2 separate regions of the Sus scrofa genome follow, and region 1 is linked to region 2. A link is a contact called in public HiChIP or PLAC-seq data. All regions are on one chromosome and are shown on one strand. Each heading gives the region's core, a stretch centred on a gene start, on an enhancer-like site or on the middle of the called end of the contact. The rest is flanking DNA. Distances are from core to core; before and after follow the strand shown. Region 1 has its middle 32 kb from the start of FABP5. Region 2 has its middle 52 kb from the start of IMPA1.

Region 1 (5,454 bases), core at 1,369-3,868, 260 kb before region 2:
AATATTCATGACGTTGATGTCAGAGAATGTTTTGCCTATGTTCTCTTCTAGGAGTTTGATGGTGTCCTGTCGTATATTTAAGTCTTTCAGCCATTTTGAGTTTATTTTCATGCATGGCATGAGGGTGTGTTCTAGTTTCATTGATTTACATGCAGCTGTCCAGGTTTCCCAGCAATACTTACTGAAAAGACTTTCTTTTTCCCATTTTATGTTCTTGCCTCCTTTGTCAAGGATTAATTGACCATAGGTATCTGGGTTTATTTCTGGGTTCTCTAATCTGTTCCATTTGTCTGTCTGTCTGTTTTTGCACCAGTACCACACTGGCTTTGTAATATTGCCTGAGGTCTGGGAGAGTTATGCTTCCTGCTTGGTTTTTGTTCCTCAGGATTACTTTGGCAATTCTGGGTCTTTTGTGCTTCCATATAAATATTTGGTTTGTTTGTTCTAGTTCTGTGAAAAATGTCATGGGTAATTTGATAGGGATTGCATTGAATCTGTAGATTGCTTTGGGTAGTCTAGCCACTTTTACAATATTGATTTTTCCAATCCAGGAGCATGGAATATCTTTGCATTTCTTTACATCGTCTTTAATTTCCTTGATTAATGCTTTATAGTTCTTAGCATATAAGTCCTCTATCTCCTTGGTCAGGTGTATTCCCAGGTATTTGATTTTTTAGGGTTCAATTTTAAAAGGTATTGTATTTTTGTATTCCTTTTCTAATATTTCATTGTTAGTATACAGAAATGCGACTGATTTCTGAAAGTTAATCTTTTTTTTTTTTTCTTTTTTTCTTTTGTCTTTTGCCTTTTCTAGAGACGCTCCTGCAGCATATGGAAGTTCCCAGGCTAGGGATCCAATTGGAGCTGTAGCTGCCAGCCTAGGCCAGAGCCACAGCAACACCAGATCTGAGCCGCTTCTGTGACCTACACCACATCTCACTGCAATGCCGGATCCTTAGCCTACTGAGTAAGGCCAGGGATCGAACCCGTAACCCCATGGTTCCCAGTCGGATTTGTCACCAATGAGCCACGACAAGAACTCCTGAATGCTAATCTTATATCCTACTTCTTCTTTATTTCTTTCTCTCTTTCTTTTTCTTTCTTTCTTTCTTTCTTTCTTTCTTTCTTTCTTTCTTTCTTTCTTTCTTTCTCTCTCTCTCTCTCTTTCTTTCTCTTTCTTTCTTTCTTTCTTTCTTTCCTTCCTTCCTTCCTTCCTCCCTCTCTTCCTTCTTTCTTCTCTTCCTTCTTTCTTGCCTTATCTCTCTATGCATAGCAGATATCTCCAATTTGAACTTTTTGGCTTCAGAGTTACAGGAAATAGGTATCAACTGAGCCAATTCTCAGAAAATTCTCAGTATCTGGAAAGAAATCCAGAGTCTCTCAGTTCTTGGTTATTTATAATAATGAAAGGGACCAGTAGTATAGAGAATCCAGATTGATAAATAATTGTGGAGAAATCTCAAACTAATTTAAATATATAAATTAATAACTAGAGTGATATATTAATGGGGGTCTTCCTTCTTAGGCAAGGCATTTATACCATAATTTTAAGGGCTTGGCTTTCAAAAGGAGGGGACTTGCATGACCTCATCTGACATTATCCCTACAGCTTATAAAATAAATTTTTGTAAGAGCCGCTAATATCCTGGAATATACTTCAGATAGGAGAGGCCAGCAATAGGTTATGGTTTGTTTTAAAGGATGAAATGTATTCTCTCTCTCTCTCTTTCTCTCTCTCTCTCTATATATATATATATAGGAATGTGGCTATTAGAGCTGGTAAACCTTCTGTGATAAAGTTCCTAGGGTGGATCTCATTAGGAAATGCCAAAAAGTTGAGAGAGGAACCAGAAGGAATGATCACTTATAACAACTTCTAGGAATATTTTTATTAACAAGGATTTCCCTATAAACAGTGGTGCTCATTCTTGCTTGGACCCAACCAGTGAATTAGTATTTCAAATTCATTCAAACTCTATGCATCTCCTCTCTTTTGATTCTTATTATCTTTCTGATTCTCACTTTTTAGGAATGAGGAATATAAGAAGGAATATAAGTTACTGTTTTTATTGAAAAGGAACTCCAGGTTTACATCTCTTCTCTGGAGAATTTGCAAGTAGACTTATAATGAATAATTGTGAGTTTTCTTTTCTTAAAATCATTTTCCAAACACTGCATCAACCATGGGAAATAAAAAAGATGTTCACATGAAAGAAAAAGATGCTGACCTGTCAGTTCACTGTCCTAAAAACCAATGTGGATCTATGCACACTTGTACTGAGCAATGGCAGATTACAGAAATGCTCGAATGATTGTTTTTCAAACTGCTAGATGGGAGGAAGATAAATGGATGAAATTCTTCCTCATTCTCCCTAGGTGGCATAGTTCCAGATTCTTTAGACTTTTTATTTTAAATAATCATTTCACCCTTTGTATTTTCTGTTTTCTTCAAGTTGATTCTTCTTGAATAAGGGATCCCGGAACCAGACACCTCTATGGACCAGCGTTTCGTGAAAAAGCAGTTCTTCCTTTATCTATAGTTTCTCCTCCTTCCCGCTTCCTCTACCTTATATATCCTATTTCCCAGTTTTTGACCACTAGATGTCATGAGTCACACAAATGCCTCAAAGATGTAGAAATTTCCTCCTAAAATGAGCCCCTGGATATCTTGACTTTCCATATGCAAACTTATATCACTTGGGCTCACATCCTAGCTCCAATTTACATGCGATTCAAAATAGAAAGTTCAGAAAAATTCGCAAAATCAGGGAAAAACAAAATGGTTATTTTGTAGTGTGTGAATGGCTTGTCAAAGGGGCAGATCTGTGTGGTTTTGAACTCTGCAGAACTTGTTCCTTCAGGCTTCCTCCCCCCTTGACCTCCAAGGTGCCTTTAGCTTCAATACATGAGATTGATAGGCATCTCCCTTTAGGAATGGGCTTCGCAAGAGCACAGTGAAATAGCCTTTGGAAAGCTTTGCATTACTTTACAATAGGGGATATCCACACTCATTCTACTTATTTGAGTTTTAGCTGAAAGGGCTGACACATTAAAAAATTATTTTCAAGTCATGGCTTTTGAAAGCTAGGAGGATCCAGAGTTTCTGCTGTGGTGCAGTGGGTTAAGGATCCAGCATTGATTCAGTTGTGGCATAGGTTGAAGCTGTGGCTTGGATTTGATTCCTGATCCAGGAACATCCACATGCCACAGGTGCGGCCAAACAAGAAAAAAAAAAAAAAAAAAAAAAAAGAAAAAAAAAAAAGAAAAAAAAGAAAAAGAAGGCTAGGAGGATCCTTACAATGATCTAACTTTTTCATTTTGCATCAGGGAAATGATGCCTGAAGCGGTTTGCTCATTGTCCAAAGATGGTAGCAGAACTAGATCTTGGACACACCTCTTCTGTCTCCTAGGCATCCTATGTCTTCTGTGTAATTTGCTGTTCTTAGAATAGATTCATGCATCAGCCTTGGAATTAAAAAAAAAAAAAAGAAGCCAAAATATTCTTTAGACTGTATTTAATATTACAAGGAAAATCTCAGCTCAGTAAACTTCCTCTGCGGAGATTTACTGTTAAAAACATTAGCCTGTTAGTTACTGGGACAATGACAAAAAACAAATTTAATGCTCTAATTTTACAGAATTTTCAGATTTCTTTTTAATTCAGATAGATGAAATAACTTCCATTTAGCTTTTCTTTGCATGGCAAGTCACACAGATCTGTACATACCTTTCAAGAATTTTTGTTGTTGTTGTTGCTTTTTAGGGCTGCACCTGTGGCATACAGAAGTTCCCAGGATAGGGGTCAAATCAGAGCTGTAGCTGCCAGCCTACACCACAGCCACAGCACCATGGAATCCAAGCCATGTCTGTGACCTGCACTACATCTCATGACTACACTGGATCCTTACCCCACTAAGTGAGGCCAGGGATTGGATCCGCATCCTCATGGATACTAGCTGGGTTTGTTAACCACTGAGCCATGGTGGGATCTCCTCTTTTCTCTATTCTGATTGAGTTTTCCATTGCTAAGTCCAGGTCCAGAATTTCTTTCAAGTAAGAATTTTCCCCTAATTACAATATTAAGCGATTGCTTTGGCTATATTCATTTATAAAAGTTTTGAAAGATTGCACTAAAAATTAATTCTTTGGTCACAGATCTAGTTAAATTGGTAATTCTGAACAGTATTTGAGATATTTTACAAAAAAATCACAAGGTCAAGTAAGTTAGAGAAGTAGGGCTCTGTGCTTAAAATCCTTTATTAGACATTACTAAGACTGCTTAGCATATTGTAGACTCTGAAAAAATCCTACAAGAATCATAGTCAAATCTAATATTTTCCAAGTATCATTGCTCAGAAGCTTTTATTGTAAAATACCAAATAACATCTTGTGAAAAACATGTTGAGAAATCTTGATTGCCAAAATGACATACAATCCTCATTTGATAATTCAGCTACTCTTTCTTGCCATGTGCCATCTTTCTATTTGATTTCTATCTCATTTATTGGCAGTATCTAAATAGTATCCCTTTTGCCTCCATTGCCACTTTCTGACCCATCAGATTCATAGTTGGCAACATCAAAGACCAAAGCCTTGCTAAGTTTAGCCACAGAATTTTCCAAGTATCAGTATCCTGTAGACAGAACGACTGTTTTAAAATCATTACTTTCATGTGTGTTATAAAACTGTGTTTCAGTTGATTTCCTCTAACTCATGTATTTTCTTTCACTTAATGTAAAATTGTTTCGTGTTAGAGTCCAAGATTGTTTACTAGAGGTTAAATAAGCCTGGACTAAAAATCCAATGGTTCTATTTCCTGGAAGTTGATATTATGGCTGTTACCTGGTTGTGGGAGTAACTTGAACATTCAAAGTAGAACACTAACTCGTTAGTGTGGCATTATAGGTTGAGTGCAGGTGTTTCCAAGGAGGCATGAAGTGCCAAACACAGATCCCCACGGGTAATGGAGTTTAAGTGCAAGAAAACAAGATAAAACAAGGTAACCTGGCTACTATCCCACTTTCTTGTTATGATTTGGCTTTAGGTCCTGATGTTTCCATAACTAGCTTATTCCAAAAATCTCACCAAGTATTGTCACAATATTTTTGCACTATTTTGGATATAGCCATAGCTCAAATGATCCTCTTTCCCCATGAGTGTTTTTTTTTTTTTTTAATTTCTGTATCCTGAGAGGGAATTCATTTAGATTAATTTTCTATGTCATCATACAAAGAACACTTACTTTGCAGTGGCTTGGAATAAAATACTTACATTTCTCCTATTTTGCTATAAAGAAATTCCAGAGAGACTCTGGCCAATTTGGCTTATGGGTTCATCCATTAGACCAATCACTGTAGCTACTGCTAAGATCTGTGCGTACCAGTCTATGCATGACTTGGAATTTATAACCTCACTTCAAAAAGTCCTAGGGAGAGGAAAACAATATTATTGTCA
Region 2 (6,292 bases), core at 3,123-5,622:
AGGTGTTTTCTGGTGTTTCATCTGGTTCTTTTGTTTGAAATATATTCCTATCTTCTCATTTAGTTTGATTTTCTCTGTCTCTATGAAATTAGATGAAACACTTACTTATCCTGGTCTTGAACGTATGTCCATGTGTGAAGGAATCACTATATATATATATAGTGATACACACACACACACACACACATGCCCAGTGGCTTTGGTGAGAGACCTTGATCGGAAGTGAGCATGGGTGACATGCTGGCAGCTGCCACTTTGGTGGGAGGTAGCACTGGAGTTGGAAGGGCTAGAGCCAGAGTCAAGTGTGAGCCAGGGCTTCTCCTTGGCTCAGGTGGGGCCCAGACCCAAGGGGCTGGAGCAGGAGCCCTAAGAGAACTGTGCTTCTTCCCAGCATTGTGTCTGTCTCTGCCTTGGTTGGGGGCATGGCCTGGGCCTGAAGAATTGGAGCCTCACTTCTGAGCTGACTTTGCTCCTTCCCTGATGCATGTGCATGCATGTTTGCAATGGCAGGCTCTGCCTCAGCAAGAATAATGCTAGAGCAGGAGGGGCTGGAGTAGGAGCAGAAGGGGTTGGTGAGGAGTCGGGGGTGGGGGAGGGGGTTGCTAAGGCAGTCTCCATAAATTATTTTAAATGTTCGGTTAAGTCTGAATCACAGTCCTAAATGTTATACTTGGGGCTGGGATTGGGAGATGAACTCTCCCCATAACTTAGTTTTACTGGATTTTTTCCAATTGTTCTATGACATGTTAATTTGTATTATATTAACATAATATTCTATTTTCAAATTAATTTAAGAAACCCCAGGTTAAACTAAACTAACATTTCAACCACATGAATTTTCACATGAAAATTCTAAGTTTCCAACAAAGGAATATACTAAATAGTTTTGCAAATCTGACCGTGGAGCTTTATTTCACGAGCATCTATTTGAAGAACCTGATTCTCAATAGTACTCAGGAAAATATTGGCCTATCGTATTTAAAATACAATTCAAAAAGTAATTATCCAAGTTAGAATTATAGGTTAGCCTTATGACTATCATTCTGTGATGACAAAAATTAAGATAAAGTCCTTGTTTCAAGAGGAATGAAGGTTTGGGGAAATAAACTGCACAAAATTTGTAATAAGCCATCTCAATTTTACATATAATGTAAATAAACTTTTTCCTGAGACAAAAGATTTTTTTCTCTTCTCAGTATAGGATGATACTTTGTTCAGTTCAAGTTTTCCCTTTTGGGTCCAAATCTCCATTTCAGATGTGAGGAAGTAAAACTTTAGTACAAGCAAAAAAAAAAAAAAAAAAGCAAAACCTGTTTCAGTCTAATTATTTCTTTCAGTTAAAAGGAAACATGTTAAATCCATGACTTTAATTTTACTGTTTCCAAATCCCTCTTTCAGCAGTGAATACAATAATTGCCTAACTAAAGAGGAGATGTCTTATAGTTTAAATGACTCAGGCTCATTTCTAAAATGAGAAAAAAAAATCTCTAGGAAGAATTTTTCAAATTAAAGACATGCTCTTTTAATTTGTTTCCTAATTTTCTCAGCCATGACGCAAAATGTTTAGATTGAAAAATAAGCCCTGAGAAAAGCTTAAAATAAAAGTCCCTTTAAAGCAAATGCAATTTAATTCTTCATTATCATTTATCTGGTACCTACTAAGCTTCTTTCAGATGAAAAATTACACTGTTACTGGCATTTTACTACTCTTCTTTAAATGCATTAATATTATTAATGATCATGTTCATAAATACTTTTTGATTAAATTATCTTGAATTAGGATAAAAACAAAACGATTTAAACAAGCAAATGTTTGGAAGTGAAATTTCTCAAGTTTGATGGTGTGAAATAAAAGTTTTGAATATATTTCTTTCAACAATGATCTGAAGATGGGCTTCTATTATTAAAGAAAAAGAAATGTCTATTTTGTTTCCATTTATTCTCACCTCTTTAATATGCCAGAAAAAAAAATCTGAAGTTATTTCTTGGAAGTTATTTCACAAAAGAACACTGAGTGCTCTTCTGAGATAAGGTTGAGATAGAAACATGCTGATTTAAAATTTATCAAAAATAATGCAAATCTCATACTATAATCTCATCGAGAAATTTCTCCTCTGCTTCTACAGTCGCTCTCAAAAGGCTAAGACCATCTCACACTTATATTCCATTAACCTCAGTCCCCCCCATTTCTTCAAAGCAGCGTATAAAGATCAGCTTTCTGGGGGGAGTTCTTATTGTGGCTCAAGTGGTTAACAAATCCGACTAGGAATCATGAGGCTTCGGGTTCGATCCCTGGCCTTACTCAGTGGGTTAAGGATCCGGCGTTGCCATGAACTGTGGTGTAGTTTGCAGACGCGGCTTGGATCCCGAGTTGCTGTGGCTCTGGCATAGGCCGGCAGCTACAGCTCTGATTAGACCCCTAGCCTGGGAACCTCCATATGCTGAGGGCAAAAGACAAATAAATAAATAAATAAGATCAGCTTTCTGGTAATAGAGAGGATTCTGTTGGCACCTGCTGACTTCACCTTTGTTGGAGCTGCCATAGCCTCATAACGGCTCCATCCCAGCATCTGCTGTCTTAAAGCCACAGAAGCATTCCTGTCTGGACTGGTAAACACCAAGAGATGTCAACAGCAGAACCGTTGACATTTGGTCTGGATAATTCTGTGTTGAGGGTTGGGGGAGCCATCCTGTGCAGCCTTGAGAAAGAAGGAAATCCTGCCATTTGTGACAACATGGACTTGTGCCAGTGTGCATTATGCTAAGTGAGATAAATCAGACAGAAGATGACAGATATCATATAATCTCATTTATATGTGAACCCTAAGAAAGTCAAATTCCGAGAAACAGAGAGTAGAATGATGGTTACCAGGGGCTGGGGGAAATGAGGGAACCAGTGAAATGTTGGTCAATGGGTACAAACTTCCAGTTGTGAGGTGAAGAAGTCCTGGAGATCTGATGCATCACAATGATTATGGTCAACAGTACTGTATCGTAGATCTCAGAGTTTTCAAGAGACAAGATCTCAAACATTCTCACCACAAAAAAGAAATAATAACTATGTGATGTGATAGAAGCAGTAGTTAACACTACAATGGTTATCATATTGCAATATGTTAAGTGTATCAAATCAATACCTTCGTACATCTTAAACTTAACACAATGTTATACCTCAATTACATCTTAATTTATTTAAAGGAAAGAAAAGAAAAACTAAGAATTTCTTTTTTTTTTTAGAAATGTGACTTTTTAATTCAGGTTTATTCATTTCTCTTTATTCATCCATTCAACAAATATTCATTAACTGTCTGGCCTATACTAATGGTGGTGCTTAAATGCTGGGAATATATTGGTTAGAAAGAACGGTGTGTTCTGTTAAGAAAATTTTCCATACCCGGAAAAAAAAAAACAACTTTTTTAAAAGAAACATACCAGAGCATAGCTTCATTCACCCAAATTCTCAGTGATATTCAAGTTAGGTCCTGATTCTCAGAATTAATACATTTGCAAATGTTCAGGTTCTAATTACAAATATGCTTACTTTGTTAAAGAAAAAAAAATGTAAGAACCTGAATTTTGATGGTACTATATTGGTTCAGTTTATTAATGCTTGAAATTGAAACTGGTACAATTATATATTCTGAGATAATTTCCAGTTTGCTTTTTTTAATTCATAGTAATTTCTGAGCATTAAGTAATATGGGTGAATTTTTGACTCTAAAACTTAAAATCTTTTTTCTGAATCACAAAATGAGTCCATTAAATAAACCTGTTCCTTTAATCCAAAAAGACAGTGGTCTACTCAAGGACTGCTTTGTTATTTTTTTGCACAGAGTAGACACACATGTACTGTTGCCTAAAATGTAGACTTACAAAACAAAGATAAGACCAGAATCTAATCTTCCTTGGTGGTTTTAAGACACTTTCCATAGAAGCATATCTTCCCAGTGAGAATTTAGATAATGATCCCAATCTAATCCCCTGGAAGTTTCCATTGTCCCCAGAAAGCACGGTTCCAAAAAACCCTTTCACCGGTACACTGGGCACAAGTCCAGCTGATGATGCTTAACCGCCCATTGAATTATTTGCAACAGGCCTTTCTGCCTACATTTTAAAGTTTGGCTTGAAAGAGAAGCTGTAGCGAGGCAATGGGCTTTAGTCAAATACATAACAAAATAGTTTATAGAGATATCAAATTCTATCTTATTCTTCCTATAGCTTAAGATTCAGGAGAGAGTGAGACTTTTTTTCTCTCTTCCTTGATTCTTTTCTTTTTTTCTTTTAATTGCCACATCTTTGGTATATGGACGTTTCCTGGCTGGGGTCAAACAGGAGCTGCAGTTGCCAGCCTACGTCACAGCCACAGCAACACTGAATCTGAACCACATCTGTCACCCACGCCTCAGCCTGAGGCATCACAAGATCCTTAACCCACTGAGTGAGGCCAGGGATCAAACCTGCATCCTCGTGGACACTACGTCAGGTTCTTAACCCACTGAGTCACACCAGGAACTCCTCATCCTTACATTTTTATCCAAGTAATTTCATCTTGGAAGCTTTTGTTGTTGACAAGAAATAAGATGTCTTTTTAAAAATTGAATTATAGTTGACATAATATTGTATTCATTGCAGGTGTACAGCACAGTGAAATACAATGAAGGAAACCTTTAACAAAACAAAAAGGCAACCTACTAAATGGGAGAATATATTTGCAAGATGACTTTGTTTTAACAGCCTGACCTTGAAGATGCCGTAGAGCAAATCTCTAAAACCAGGTCTAGACAGGGGTGATTGGAGGGGACAGATTTAGAAGAGGCTGGTTTTCAAGAGGAGTAGCAGCCCAGGGTCTCCCGCTGAGTAGAAACGCTGAGGTTCCACAAAGGACTTGAAGGCTGGGTAGCAGGTTTGAAGGGAGGAAGAGCAGGCTCTCAAGGGCTCTTCCACCTCGGCTCAGCCTGGAGGGGCCACACAGCTGCCCACCTGCAGGGCTTGGACAAGGAGGACTTCAGCTGTGGTCCAAATGTCTACACCTTAATGTCCTTACTTCTGGAAACACTCCCTTTTGACCCTCAGGAAACAGAAGGAATTCCCCCGAAACCTGAGATTAGGAAGACAAAGCTCACAACCAGATTTGATTTGATATTGAACAAATAAAGGAATGTGACATTTCTTTTTCTTTTTTCTTTTTTTTTTTTTTTTGTCTTTTGTCTTTTTAGGGCCACACCCATGGCATATGGAGGTTCCCAGGCTAGGGGTCCAGTTGGAGCTATAGTCGCTAGCCTAAGCCAGAGCCACAGCAACATGGGACCCGAAATGCTTCTGTGACCTACCCCACAGCTCAGAGCAATGCCAGACCCTTAACCCACAGAGCAAGGCCAGGGATGGAACCTGCGTCCTCATGGATACTAGTCAGATTGTTTCCGCTGAGCCACAAGGGGAACTCCAGGAATGTGACATTTCTTAGACCCAAGTGTTATGCAATAAGTCCACTGCCACACACATGCCCTGCCTCGCCTGCTCCAGCTCTCAGGTTTTTTGTTTGTTTGTTTTTTTGTCTTTTGTCTTTTGTTGTTGTTGTTGTTGTTGTTGTTGTTGTTGTTATTGTTGCTATTTCTTGGGCCGCTCCCACGGCATATGGAGGTTCCCAGGCTAGGGGTTGAATCGGAGCTGTACTTGCCGGCCTACGCCAGAGCCACAGCAACGCGGGATCCAAGCCGCATCTGCAACCTACACCACAGCTCACGGCAACGCCGGATCGTTAACCCGCTGAGCAAGGGCAGGGATCGAACCCTCAACCTCATGGTTCCTAGTCGGATTCGTTAACCACTGCGCCACGACGGGAACTCCAGCTCTCAGGTTTTTAAGCTAGACACCTCCAGAGGAGAATATTTAAAATATTAAAATATATAACATGTATATATATAGGTGTGTATATATGTATATATGTGTGTATATATATATATATATATATATCAGAGTTACCATTGTGGCTCAGCAGGTTAAGAACCTGACACGGTGTCCAGGTTGGATCCCTGGACTTTCTTCTCAGTGAGTTAAGGATCCAACTTTGCCATAAGCTGTGGCGTAGGTGGTAGATGTGGCTCAGATTTCTCCTGGCTGTGGCCTCAGGTGCAGCTCTGATTCAACCCCTAGCCTGGGAATTTCCACATGCCACAGACAGGGCCTTAAAAAAAAAAAAAAAAAAAAAATATATATATATATATATATATATATATCTTAGCAAATGTTGCTGCTTAAAATGAGTAGCTGTGTGGGCTTTCAGATTTAATGG

Evidence for each region. HiChIP or PLAC-seq counts read pairs in DNA pulled down with a chosen protein or histone mark.
Region 1: a contact with region 2 is called in an H3K27ac HiChIP or PLAC-seq map of alveolar macrophages. The contact joins two enhancer-like sites. A contact is called at or near these places in 4 of 47 Hi-C or Micro-C datasets (embryonic fibroblasts, heart right ventricle and retroperitoneal adipose tissue) and 1 of 2 datasets of contacts at active chromatin or transcription factors (alveolar macrophages).

What each region holds. Positions count from the first base shown.
Region 1 is chr4:55,247,580-55,253,033 of Sscrofa11.1, reverse strand. No RefSeq gene overlaps it. Among named protein-coding and RNA genes, the nearest start is that of FABP5, 32 kb to the left of the region's middle. Within about 2 kb of position 2,618, at least 2 of the 83 cell types and tissues checked have an H3K27ac peak or open chromatin away from gene starts, as enhancers often do. A contact at or near this core is called in alveolar macrophages, where this site is marked.
Region 2 is chr4:54,993,026-54,999,317 of Sscrofa11.1, reverse strand. No RefSeq gene overlaps it. Among named protein-coding and RNA genes, the nearest start is that of IMPA1, 52 kb to the right of the region's middle. Within about 2 kb of position 4,372, at least 4 of the 83 cell types and tissues checked have an H3K27ac peak or open chromatin away from gene starts, as enhancers often do. A contact at or near this core is called in alveolar macrophages, where this site is marked.